Regions from separate parts of the Danio rerio genome. Here region 1 is linked to region 2. The links are chromatin contacts, called in public Micro-C maps. All regions are on one chromosome and are shown on one strand. The core of a region is the stretch at or near the end of the contact, and the rest is flanking DNA. Distances in the headings are between cores, read along the strand shown. Region 1 holds the start of epb41l5 (erythrocyte membrane protein band 4.1 like 5). Region 2 holds the start of zgc:162780.

Region 1 (5,797 bases), core at 1,707-4,206, 250 kb before region 2:
TTTTCTTTCAACTGTTTTATTTATATTGCTGTCAAACTTCAGTGCTATCAACAGAGACTGAAGCGCTTTGCATAACAGATTCAATGCAAAATATCAGTTCAGTCTCTTAAAGGATTCATCTAAAAATGAAAGTATTGTGATTTATTTACTCATCTGTATGTCTGTCCAAACCCATATGATGTTCTTTTGTCGATTGAACATAAAAGGAGATGTTTTGAAAAATGTTAATTCTGCTCATTTGCATTCAGTGAAAGCCTGCAACTTAATAGCAACATACCTTACTACACTTTTTTAAAGCCAAACAATAGCTTTGAGTGAGAAAAAGACTGACATTGAATTTTAATTACTGGAAATATTCCTCCCATTTGCTTATAAAATGTAAGAAACTGTGTGTAAAATATAAATTCAAAGCCACAAACTCGACATTAAATTTAAATATGGAATATAATTGTTTCAAAAACAGATATTAGATCAGTCCAAATGCAGACGTTCCCCTAAAAATGAACTCTGCGAGCCTTTAAAATGAGTTAAAGGGTGTTAATGTCCTCTGTAGGTGATGTAATGTTTATATGTTGCAAATTAGAACTGCTTCTTGTGTTGTTTTAAATGAATGTTACACACCTCAGTGTGGCAAAAGCATTAGTGTGTTGGAGTTCATGGTTGACCTGTTTGTTTCTTACAGCAGACTGCGCATTGCAGAATATCCCCCTAACATTAGCACGTGGAGAGTGTGTCCAGTATGTGTTATTACTGTATGTTTCTGCCGTCTGTATGTGTGTGTTTTTTTTTTAAATAATGGCCTGGTTTAACACATCTGGTTCATTCATCTGATTATATTTCATTTATTTAATTGAGCCCTAGTTTTTCGATCACATGTTTAGAATCCATTGAATCCAGCATTTGCATCTATTTTGACAAAATAACATTGGTTTCTCGTGATAAGATGTTGCTGTTTTAAGACATTTTAATCATAACGCTCTCGAATGAAATGTGTGATGCATTGTCCGGTTTAACAGGTTATCTCTAGTTACATGCAGAGCTGAATTTGTCCATACATGTAGTTTTTCTAAGGTACTATCTATTTTTACAGTCAGTCATTTGTCATTTTTGTTGTGATCACACTTGCTGGAGAACCTTGGTTTTAGGACCAAATAATGTGTTTCTATGCTCAACATGTTACAGGTTACACCAAAAGACATTCAATACAGGATTACAACATGCAATTTGGGAGAAAATACAGGCCCTCTACCTTGTGGGAAAGACAGCACTTTTTCAACAAAAGATGTACAACTGTAGACTGGTGTTAACGTTTTATTTGCTGAAAATAACAGGAAGGTCAAGTTTGTGCCACTTGTCCATTTTTATGAAAATATTATAGTGTACATACAAGGTTGTATATTAAAAAGAAACTCTTTTAAATAAAAATAAGTTGTGTGATATGGGTTGGTTTGTGTAAGGATGTGTTGAGATTTGTGTGCATGGTTACATTGAGTGATTTAATTACTTCCTTCAAGATCTTGACACGATCTTTTGTGAGGATACAGCAGTTTGACGTCTTCAGTTACCAGTTGGTGGTGCTGTTGGAAAAAAATATATGCTGCACACCTTTACCTGACTGAGCTATGTTGTAACTAGAAAGTTTGTTTATTTGTTTAGTTGAGTCTTGAGTTTAGATTTACACTTGCTTTTTTATTATTTGACATGTTTTAAATATACATACAACAACCATTTGCTGTTAAAAGTTTTTTTCATTTTGAAATGCCTGCAAATTATATTTTAGTTTTAGGGTTTGTTGATTTTAAGTAAACATTTTCAAACTGGTTTAAGCTTTTGAGACTAATCAATACCTACATTCAATATTTAAATGTTATAATACTTAGTTATAAAATTGACATGATTCTGAATGATTAATTTCTTATATCACTAACAACATCAAAGAAGGTAGAATTGGTAATGCAAATAAATACCATAGTGTGTTAATTTGGTCATCCATTGAGCAACTCCAGCATTATGAATGTGACATTTGCAGTAAAAACTCAAAACGTCAGTTCACATAAAAAGTATATGTTAACATTATATTGAACAATTTGTTTATATTTTCCAGAACAACTGACCACAGAGTTATAAGATCAGAAAAATATCAATCTGTAAACATGTTCTTTAAATAAGGAAAATAAACATGCGTTGTGGATGTGACCAAAAAAAGTTTGCAGTATACAACATAAAATTTCTGTGAATTGAACTGCACAAGCCAAAAGTGATACTGACAATCAAAAGGATAAGAGTTGGTTCTCTGTAGAAAAAACATGATTGATTTTATTTAATATTTTACATATATGAGGAAAAAAAGTGTCATGGATGACTTCTCTCCGTTATGGATGTGTCGGATCATGTGAAATTGGCACTTGTGTGACTTTGATAAATCAAATATAATAGCTCGAAAACACTGACAGAAACATTTTTGAGTATTTCTAAAGTACTGTGAAATACTTGCTTTCATAAAAAACTGAAAGGGTTTCAATATTTTAGAAAACTTAATTCATTTCATGGCAAGGTTGACATTTGCATGGAATTGCTCCATTACCATTTCATTAAGATTGCGTTCAGAAGTTTATTTTGATTTCTGTCACTCATTTTGTATTTACTGTCTATGAAACTGGATTGAGATGTCAAACTGGATTCTTCATGATATTTATTTGGTAACTTTTTTTATTTGGCCTTTCAGACATACACGCCTTGGGTGATTACAGTTTAAAAAAAACACACACTATTTATTTATTTTCTTACATTTCGTTGTAAGAACGTACTTAATGTAAGCATTGAAAGCATCCAGTCCATTCTCACCTCGCACCGGCCCTTTAAATGTAAATCCACTTTTGGGGATTTACGTGACGTCATTTCCTGAGGGAAAACAGCCACCCCACTATCTTTCGGACAGGGAGAATATCTGTTACACTCGTCTCAAACAAAAATACGGCGACTGAAGCACGCTGCGGCGTAGAAGATGGAGATTTCTAAACACAAAGTGTTTTACTGACAAAAGCCGCTGCTTGAGGAGCGTTTGACCGGCGGGATATTCGTCAATCTGCAGTGAGTGTCGCTTTTGTCTCTGGGCTGAAGATCAACAAGTGGATTCGCACAGTGCGCGCGAGGACGGCTCGAGTCGGTCATCACTGAGGTGGACGCGCTTTATCTCGGGACAAAATTTGATTTATCTCTGGTCGTGGTTGTATTATGATTTCTGGCTCCTCGTATCATTAAATAACTACCCGATGTATTGCTCCGCCATTGAATATAAGTTATACGTAGTTTATTCTTGAGCTAACAGGTGTCAGTGGAGTTCAGTCAGTAAGCGCGTGATCGTGAGAAGAATGAAACCGTTTAGATTTTGCGCGTTCACGCCTGACAACAGCGTTATGACTTTTGTACGATGTTTTCAGATTATTTGCCGTTTTTTGTTTATTGATTTGATGTATTTTCAATTAATATAACTTGTTAACAATAATTTGCAACAAAACACAACGAAACGCTAACGTTACATGTTTACCTGAGGCGTAGTACAGTAACACGTCATAGTAAGTTAACTTATTTAAGCAGAAAGAAAACATAAAGGTAACTTTCTTAAATATTAACGTTGCAGTTTGTTAAACTATATTAATAGTTATAGATTTAGACAATTTTTCCCGCATAAAATTGTTTTATAGAATTTGGACCAAAATGTTGTTAGGAGGACATTCATGTTTTGACTTTGACTGATGTTTTTTCTTGTTTTTCTTGTCTTATTTCAGATGTCATTTACATAATAGTAGCTAGAATTGTTTAACAAAAACTTAGGTAAATGTTCAAAAAAGGTGCCAGTCTGTGCTTTTATTATGACATGACTATATGGCAAGACAGCACAAATAAACTAGTTAAAGGAGTAGTTTACCTCAAGGTGAAAATGTTCTTCAAGACTATTAGGAGTTTATTTTTTTCTGTTGAACACAAAGGCCTTCATTCTGAAGAATTTTTTTTAAACTTGGGCCATTGACAGTAGTGTGGAGGGAAAAAGCTATGAAAGTCAATGACAACCAGTTTCAAACATTCTTCAAAATAAAATCTTTTTTGTTTAACATAAAAAGAAATTTAAACAGTTTAGGGGTGAGAAAATGACAACATCACTTTCGCTTTAAGTTATACTATCCATTTAAATGGATATGGATATGATCTTTGTTTCAGACTGGACTAACAGATCTTCCTAAACATGTTGAGCTTCCTACGCCGGACTCTGGGCAGGCGGTCCATCCGCAAACATGCTGAGAAAGCTCGACTCAGGGAAGCCCAGCGAGCCACAACACACATCCCAGCTGCTGGAGATGCCAAGTCCATCATCACCTGTCGAGTGTCTTTGTTAGACGGCACAGATGTCAGTGTTGACCTGCCGGTGAGTTGAATAAACTTTCTTCATAACCAAATCTGCTTGTTCAGCGTCTTGTCAGTTGTTGTTGTGGTTGAATTGTGAAAAAAATCTAAATGCGTTTCACAAAGATGATCTCAACTGAAGTTCAAGGCTGAATCCCAGACATCAGCTTTCAGCCTGTGCTCGGACAGAAACTTGTCCTTGCCTACCGAGTCACATGGATACTCTATTAGGGCAGAGAGAATGCTCTCCATTGTGTTCTTATTACATAATCCTGGGAGAAAACCTGAGCATGCAGTGAGTGAGTGAGTGGTGGTGACTAGAGGTGTAATTAATTGGCATATGTAACTTGCTCAGTTTGAAAAGGCTTTGTCAATTTTAACTACCTTGACTTAAACTGATCAGATTGGGAAATCATAAGAAGCTGTCATGATCAAAACATATGAGTCAGACATTCAAATGAAACCTGTTTTTGCTATAACACATGTACATTATTATTTATTTCTTTACCATTTTACAACCTCAGTCTAAGTTGTACTAGGGCTGCACCTAGGGCCGGAAAATACTGCAAACAAAATATCACGATATCATGTTTCATATCATTTGGTATCAATCATTATTGCATTTTTACAGTACATTTAGGAATATTATGATTTTTTAAATTAACTTTCTTTTAATATAACCACCTTATTTTAATTGACCAACATTACTACTTTAATTTACAACATTACTAGTTTATCTACATTACACAACTTTAACACATAAGTGTTTAAAGAGAGTCTCAAACTTGATAATTGTAATGTTACAATGTGTGTGCAATGGTAAAGTGTGAACGCTGAACAAAGCAAACTTTAAGATGTCAACAATAATGATACAGTAAATTTTAAACTCTGTAAACAAAGCTAACTATGAAAATCGCATCTGAGCTTTCAAGTAAAGTATCCAGCCATCAATACTTTACTTTTTGGGTTTATGGGTAAACTTTGCAATTACCCGACAATCGTGTGTGTGTGTTTTTTTTTTTTAACTCCTACTCAACTGTGATCCTGATTTTACGTTGCAGATCCTGCGATGTGACTTGTGGATGTGCACATTGCGATATCGATGCTGAAATTATATTGTGCAGCCCTAATTTGTACCATTAAACAGCCTGTGTTTTGCTGCCATGGCTTTAATACAAACACCATCTTTGCATGTGAAGGGAGGACACAATGTTTTTAATTCTTTCTTTTCTTTTTGCCGTTTTTTTTCCTGCCAGTGGGTTTATAGTTTATAGTTCTTAAGTAGTTATAAGTTTATAGTTCTTAAGCTACACAATTCATTTTTACAAGCGTTTTGTCCTTTTGTGTCTAGTAAAGGGTCTTTTCACATAATTCTGAAAATGATTTGGTCATAATT
Region 2 (6,048 bases), core at 3,170-5,669:
CCTTTCAACTTCCTCACATGCATTGGCACTATATTCTCTTACATTCACTGTATCATGTGCTGCCATGTGATAGGTCTGTGAATTACTTCTCTAGGTAAGAGATATGAACACACGCACATGCACACACACACATCCTGTAATCCATTCACCCGGCTATTTGTGCATCCCTGTAACTAGTTCCCGAGACATAGAATATGACAAACCACTAGACGTTGACGCTGTGTTGTAGATTCTGGTTCACCAGACTCAAGAATCATTATTTAACACAAAATACCTGTCTATATCAAGAAAATTAGCTGTGAGTTAGGTGGTTTAATCAAATGTTTCAGGAAAGTTGTGAGACGTATTTTGGAGTGTAATAAAAAATAAATTATTTCATCTTTGTGTGTGTGTGTGTGTGTGTATTGATACTGTGTTTAATTACTGCACCGTGGAATTGTAGTTGGCGTCACCGTGAGCAGAAGTACCGATGAACGACGTTGGGTAATGTCAGAAGCAGGGATGGGTCTACATCTGCGGCTATTGGGCAAATTATTGGGCAAATTATTACAAATTTTTAATTAATGTGAGAGGTAGGCTTATAAATCAATTAAACAAAATGTATTAAGTAGCCTATAAGGTAATTTAATAAACAAAATAAGCAAATTTCGTTAATTTTCAGCCGCAGACATGCCTATATTCATTCTCACACTCAGCTCCATGACCAAGACAACACTGCACCCTGCTGGATGATCCTTTAAATACAAAACGATTTCAAATGATTGCTTAAGGGTAGTGACAAGGACCATTTTATCTGGGTCTATTGATTCATTCAAAATCAATTTTAAAATCTAGCTTTTTAATAAAACTAAAACTACAATTATAAACCTATAAAGAATGTGTTGTGAATGTGAATTTTCAAAGATGATGATTAGAATTCAATGTGTGGTGTGTGCGAAGAATAAACAGTTAGTCGTAACACACAAGATTACATTTTTTTTTACAGATGCTACCATAACAAAACAATTGCAGTACTTGCTGAAGATAATTTATTGCTTTAATTTGAAGGTTACAAAACGTAATGTTATGGAAATTAGTGAGTCAATCACATCAGGAATTAATGTATGATTAATACTAAGGTCTGTTCATCTACAGTAAATGAGGCATCAATCATTTGCAGGCTTTTGTGCCAGAAAATAAAAGTATTTAACTCCCATGATAACTTCTGTCTCTGAGGATGTCACGTCCATCGCACGCTTCAGTCTTTACAGGAAAAAGACAGTTTGAGGAAATAAAAGAGAGAGAGATTGTGTAAAACACTTATATAATATATTACAGAAACCAAAAAATAAAGAGCTGTGGAAAGACTCTAATACCTATCTTCAATGTCCTGCGAGAGCCGTCTGGCCTCTTCTGGATCTTTTTTTAGGAGTGTCTGAAATGTGGAGAAAGACTTCACCATGCCAATGTAGCCAGAGAGAGGGACTGCCTTCTTCACCCCAAACATATCATGCCTGTAGACAAGAATTGTTTAAGTCTAGCTTCAACTTTTTGTTAAAACATTCCAGCCATATTATTATTCACAGTGAAGTAACAGCACTGAAATTTTGGTAGCACTTTTGATGGTCCTCTTTAGATCATCCATGTCAACTCCATGTCAACTAACTGTCATTTGATTGTCGGGAGACTATCTGCTTAATGTTCGACGACACTTAATTTTACTTTTCTAACAGTCTACAACTAATCTAACATATATATTTTTTTGGCTTCATTATATTTAAATGAAAAACATTTCATCTGTAATATTTTTATTTTGTGACATCCATTTGATAAAGCAAATAAGACACTAAAGGTCCAACAAGCAACCTTTTAAATATCATAACATCACAACACTGCTTCTACTTTATAGTTTAACAAACCTAACTGCACTTTAAACCATCTTCACCAACTAACTGCAAAGTTAATATGTTGTTATAATACATTACCATTCTTTGACTGGGTACTGCAGAGAGTCATATGTTCTTTTGTACAGTTCAAAAGAGCTGGGACCCAGATGAGGATCCCGTAAAGGATGCAGAGCTGCATAAAACTGCAATGTGACAAATATAACATAAGTACACGGTGAATCATATACAGTACAGCATGTAGCATGGATCACTGTTTTTTTCTTACAAGTGAATTGCAGGTTGAAGCAGGAGATGCACATTAGGGCACCCATGAGTCACAAAGCATGACAATGATTCAAGGCACCAGAATAAATCCGTAGCTCAGACAGCATGTTTTGTTCTTCATTTTGAAAGCACTGACTCATACTGAATTGGTTATTACTGTGTTGAGAGTCCAGGTAAATTATTATATGCTTCATGAAGCTAGAAACACCTGCATGCATAAAATGTTATTGTGATCTTTGAACTATGTGTCTTATAAAATGCTTGTTGAGCAAATGATTAATTAGTATAATCTAATAAAAGATTAGATAACATTTCAGTCGCTCATAAAGTACAGGTCATGTGAGCTATATAAGATGATTTCAAAACGTTCTCATTGTTGCACAGACAAATGTTCAGACAGTTGGCAATCATTGTGAGAAATATATGACTCTCACCTCATTACAAATGAGGTTTAATGCTTCTGAACAGTTTCCATAAGTTAGCTCCATGTCCAGTGTGTAGTTGAGAAGTGCGAGGCAGCCATGAGGTTTGAGCACTCTGTCGGCCTCCTGAAGAAAACGTGAATGGTCAAACCAGTGGAACGCAGACATGGCCGTCACAAGATCTACAGAGCCATCTTCAAAGGGCAGTTCTTCAGCTGGACTCTCCCTTTGAGTCAAATAAGTGAAAACAGTAGCATGCATAGTATATAGGTGAAACTAACTTAAACAAACCAGCACTATCGTCATGCATTAAATAAATATATTACCACTAAATAAATAAATACAACAACTTAAATATTTCTATGTTGCAATTGTTAAGACATCTAATGTTAACTTTTGACTAAAAGTGCCAGAGTTGTTTGATAAAATTACTCTTATTGCTGTAAATAAATATTTTTTTTAAAATAAAAGATTCAAGCAACACATAAATAAATATAACTACATATACATTACAACTATTATTTTAATGTTTTGTTACATAAATATTCAAATGATTTAAAATAAAATGCATATACAACCTACATAAAAATGTACAAATACAAACTACCTGAAAAGTTGCATACATAAAATATGCAAAAATGTGAATATTTTTGAGTAAAATATGAAACATTTGAACTTGATGAAATACACGCTGGAGGCTGGACATGCATATTGGTTAAATAAATATTTTATAAAAATAGTCTATATCTGCTAAAAGAATAAATGAATGAAATGCATTTAAATAAACAACAACAATTTCAAATTAATTTGTCTACTTGATATGATACATTAGCAGGGATAAAAATAGGTAAGATCTATTTTTACAAAAACATGGTACATAATCCATCATGAACAGACCATGAACGTAGTTTATGAGTCTCAGATTAACACTCGTCACTCCTTTAGTCAAGCTGTAGCCAAATTGTTTAAAAGAAAAGTTTTTTGTGAAAATGACCATGTATGGTCTGACTAATAAGGTAAATCATATAGACTACAATCTGCTTACTTTTGCTTTACTAAGGTAAGTTTTTTTTATCATTATTATTATGTGAAAAGTGAAAATATACAACCACAGTACATTATAAAGAAAATGAAAAATAATGTTCATAAACTGGAGCAATATTAAAGAGCATAATTAAAACTAAGGCAAACTTATGTCGGTATAAGATAGATGTGAAATATGTACATTTAATCTTTGGGCTCATGTTCCAATTTATGAGGTCAGAGTTCACGACATTTACTGTAGCCAAGCACCAGGGGGCGATCGCACTATTTTGGTTTTCCTTTGGACGTCTGGCAGTAAACGGCAACAAGAGATTACAGCAATAATCAACTACTTCATGTTTGCATACCTGAAAGAAACGTTTGGAATGTTAACATGTTTCCTTCCCATTTCCAGCTGAGCTGGACTAATATCTGTCCCAACCACACGTGTAAAATGTGGTGCCAAGAGCAACGTTCCCTGTCCTGACCCGCAGCCAACATCTACTGCCAGGCCATTAGATGAATATTCCTGGAGATAAAGAAGAAGAAGATAAAGCAGTGCTTCAAATGTAAGCTAAATAACATTGAATGGATCATAAATTAATGAAAAAACAGTCATTACAAAAATCTTACATTATTCCTGTGAAATTGCAGAACTTTGCCAATGAGCTCTTCTGAGGGTGAAATGCGATACTTCCAGTATGAGTTTGCATGTTCTTTGCCTTCAAATAATCGCACAGCCATTTTGGACAGATGTACAGTCTCCTTTGAGTGAGAAAACTGAAGGGAACTGAGCTGTCAGCACACAAAAGGACAAGGAAAGTAGGACACGAGGGGAGGAGCCATTTCAAGTTTTAGGCTTTGCTTATTTTTTTCCTCATTGAGAGACATTTGTGCAAAGCTTTTTAAAACATTCCTTTGAGGCAAAAGTAACATGCTCAGTTTGCTAATGAGGACTTGTGCCTCACATACACCCACATACACCCACTTTTCCCCTCATATTCACAGTGGAGGACAAGAGTAAAAGTCCTTTCAGATTTAATCAACTTCTCCCGAGAAATAACTGGAAAAAGATTAAAGGTTTCCATGCAAACCAGATGCCTGCTGGGAGGATAAAGTAAAATTTTCACATTGATATGAGCGAATGAATTTTTTTTTTTTGTTCTTTATACTCAGGTTACCCCAAAATCATTTTGATAGCCACCTACATTTAGTTTTAATTGTTAGATCTCCTGTGAAAGTAAAGTAGGCAGGCTAAGAAAACAACAAATAAGAATTTAAAAACAACAGATATGTTAATATTGCTTAACGCATTCAAAATCTGTGTACAATGTTCACACATAAATCATTTTTTTATATAACAGTAATAAAAAAGTCATATTTGAATGTTTGATCATGTTAAATTTTGTAGAAATAGATATGAGGTATTTATTCACATTTTAACAAAGCCTATACAACCTGACAAAAGTCTTGTCGTCGATCCCAGTTGTAAGAGCAACAAATAATAACTTGACTTCTATTTGATCATTTGGAAAAGTGGAAGGTAGATTTTTCCAACAAATTGTTTGAACTGTGTTCCAATCATCAGTTCAAATACTGCAAAAGACCTACTGGAACCCGCATGGACCCAAGATGCTCACAGAAATCAGTCAAGTTTGAAGGAAAAATGGTTTGGTGTTACATTCAGTATAGGGGTGTGCAAGAGATCTGCAGACTGGATGGCAACATCAACAGCCTGAGATATCAAGACATTTGTGTTGCCTATTACATTACAAACCACAGGAGAGGGCAAATTCCTGAGAAAGATAGCACACATTCTTATATTTCAGCCCCCACATTAAAGTTCCTGAAAGCAAAGAAGGTCAGGGTGCTCCAGGGTTGGCCAGCACAGTCACCAGAGTTGAATATTATCAAGCATGTCTGGGGTAAGATGGAGGAGGCATTGAAGATGAATCTAAAGAATCTTGATGAACTCTGGAGTCCTGCAAGAACGCTTTCTTAGCCATTTCAGAAGACTCTAATTAATAAGTTAATTGAGTCATTGCAGAGATGTATGGATGCAGTCATCCAAGCTCATGTGAGTCATACACAATATTAATTCTTTTTTCACTGCACCATGACTTTATGTTCTATACTGTACATCCTTTATGTTAAGTGACAAGACTTTTGTCTAAGCAAAGTCAGACCTTACTCTCTTAATTAAATAATTAAAAATCAAGCCATGATCAAATTTTATTTAGTTAAAATAAGCACAATATAGAGGTTTTTGCCTTTCATATAAGCTTCTGATACCAAATGATCAACCAGAAGTTAAGTTTTTTTTGTTGTTCCTAAAACTTGGATAGGCGACAATAACCTTTGTCAGGTTGTGTAGAAGGAGTAAACATTTGTGTAGGAACAATTATAAAACTTCATATGAACAAACAACACAACCAGAAGAAAATAAGAAAAAC

What was found. Hi-C and Micro-C count contacts between places; a contact is called where the count stands out from the background.
Region 1: a contact with region 2 is called in a Micro-C map of caudal fin, with 12 times the contacts expected there. The contact joins the promoter of epb41l5 here to the promoter of zgc:162780 in region 2. A contact is called at or near these places in 2 of 18 Hi-C or Micro-C datasets (caudal fin and an unstated tissue) and 2 of 4 datasets of contacts at active chromatin or transcription factors (caudal fin and embryo).

The regions. Positions count from the first base shown.
Region 1 is chr9:30,608,161-30,613,957 of GRCz12tu, reverse strand. epb41l5 (erythrocyte membrane protein band 4.1 like 5) reads left to right here and starts at 2,956. Exons shown (of 26, transcript NM_200089.2): 1 at 2,956-3,090; 2 at 4,219-4,423. The coding sequence starts at 4,244. It also overlaps a transcript of ptpn4a not described here.
Region 2 is chr9:30,363,612-30,369,659 of GRCz12tu, reverse strand. It overlaps zgc:162780, which reads right to left and starts at 4,419. Exons shown (of 6, transcript NM_001044784.1): 1 at 4,229-4,419; 2 at 3,964-4,124; 3 at 2,585-2,798; 4 at 1,965-2,068; 5 at 1,356-1,493; 6 at 1,035-1,242. The coding sequence starts at 4,339. The coding sequence ends at 1,146. It overlaps zgc:162396, which reads right to left. Exons shown (of 6, transcript NM_001044782.2): 6 at 6,041-6,048.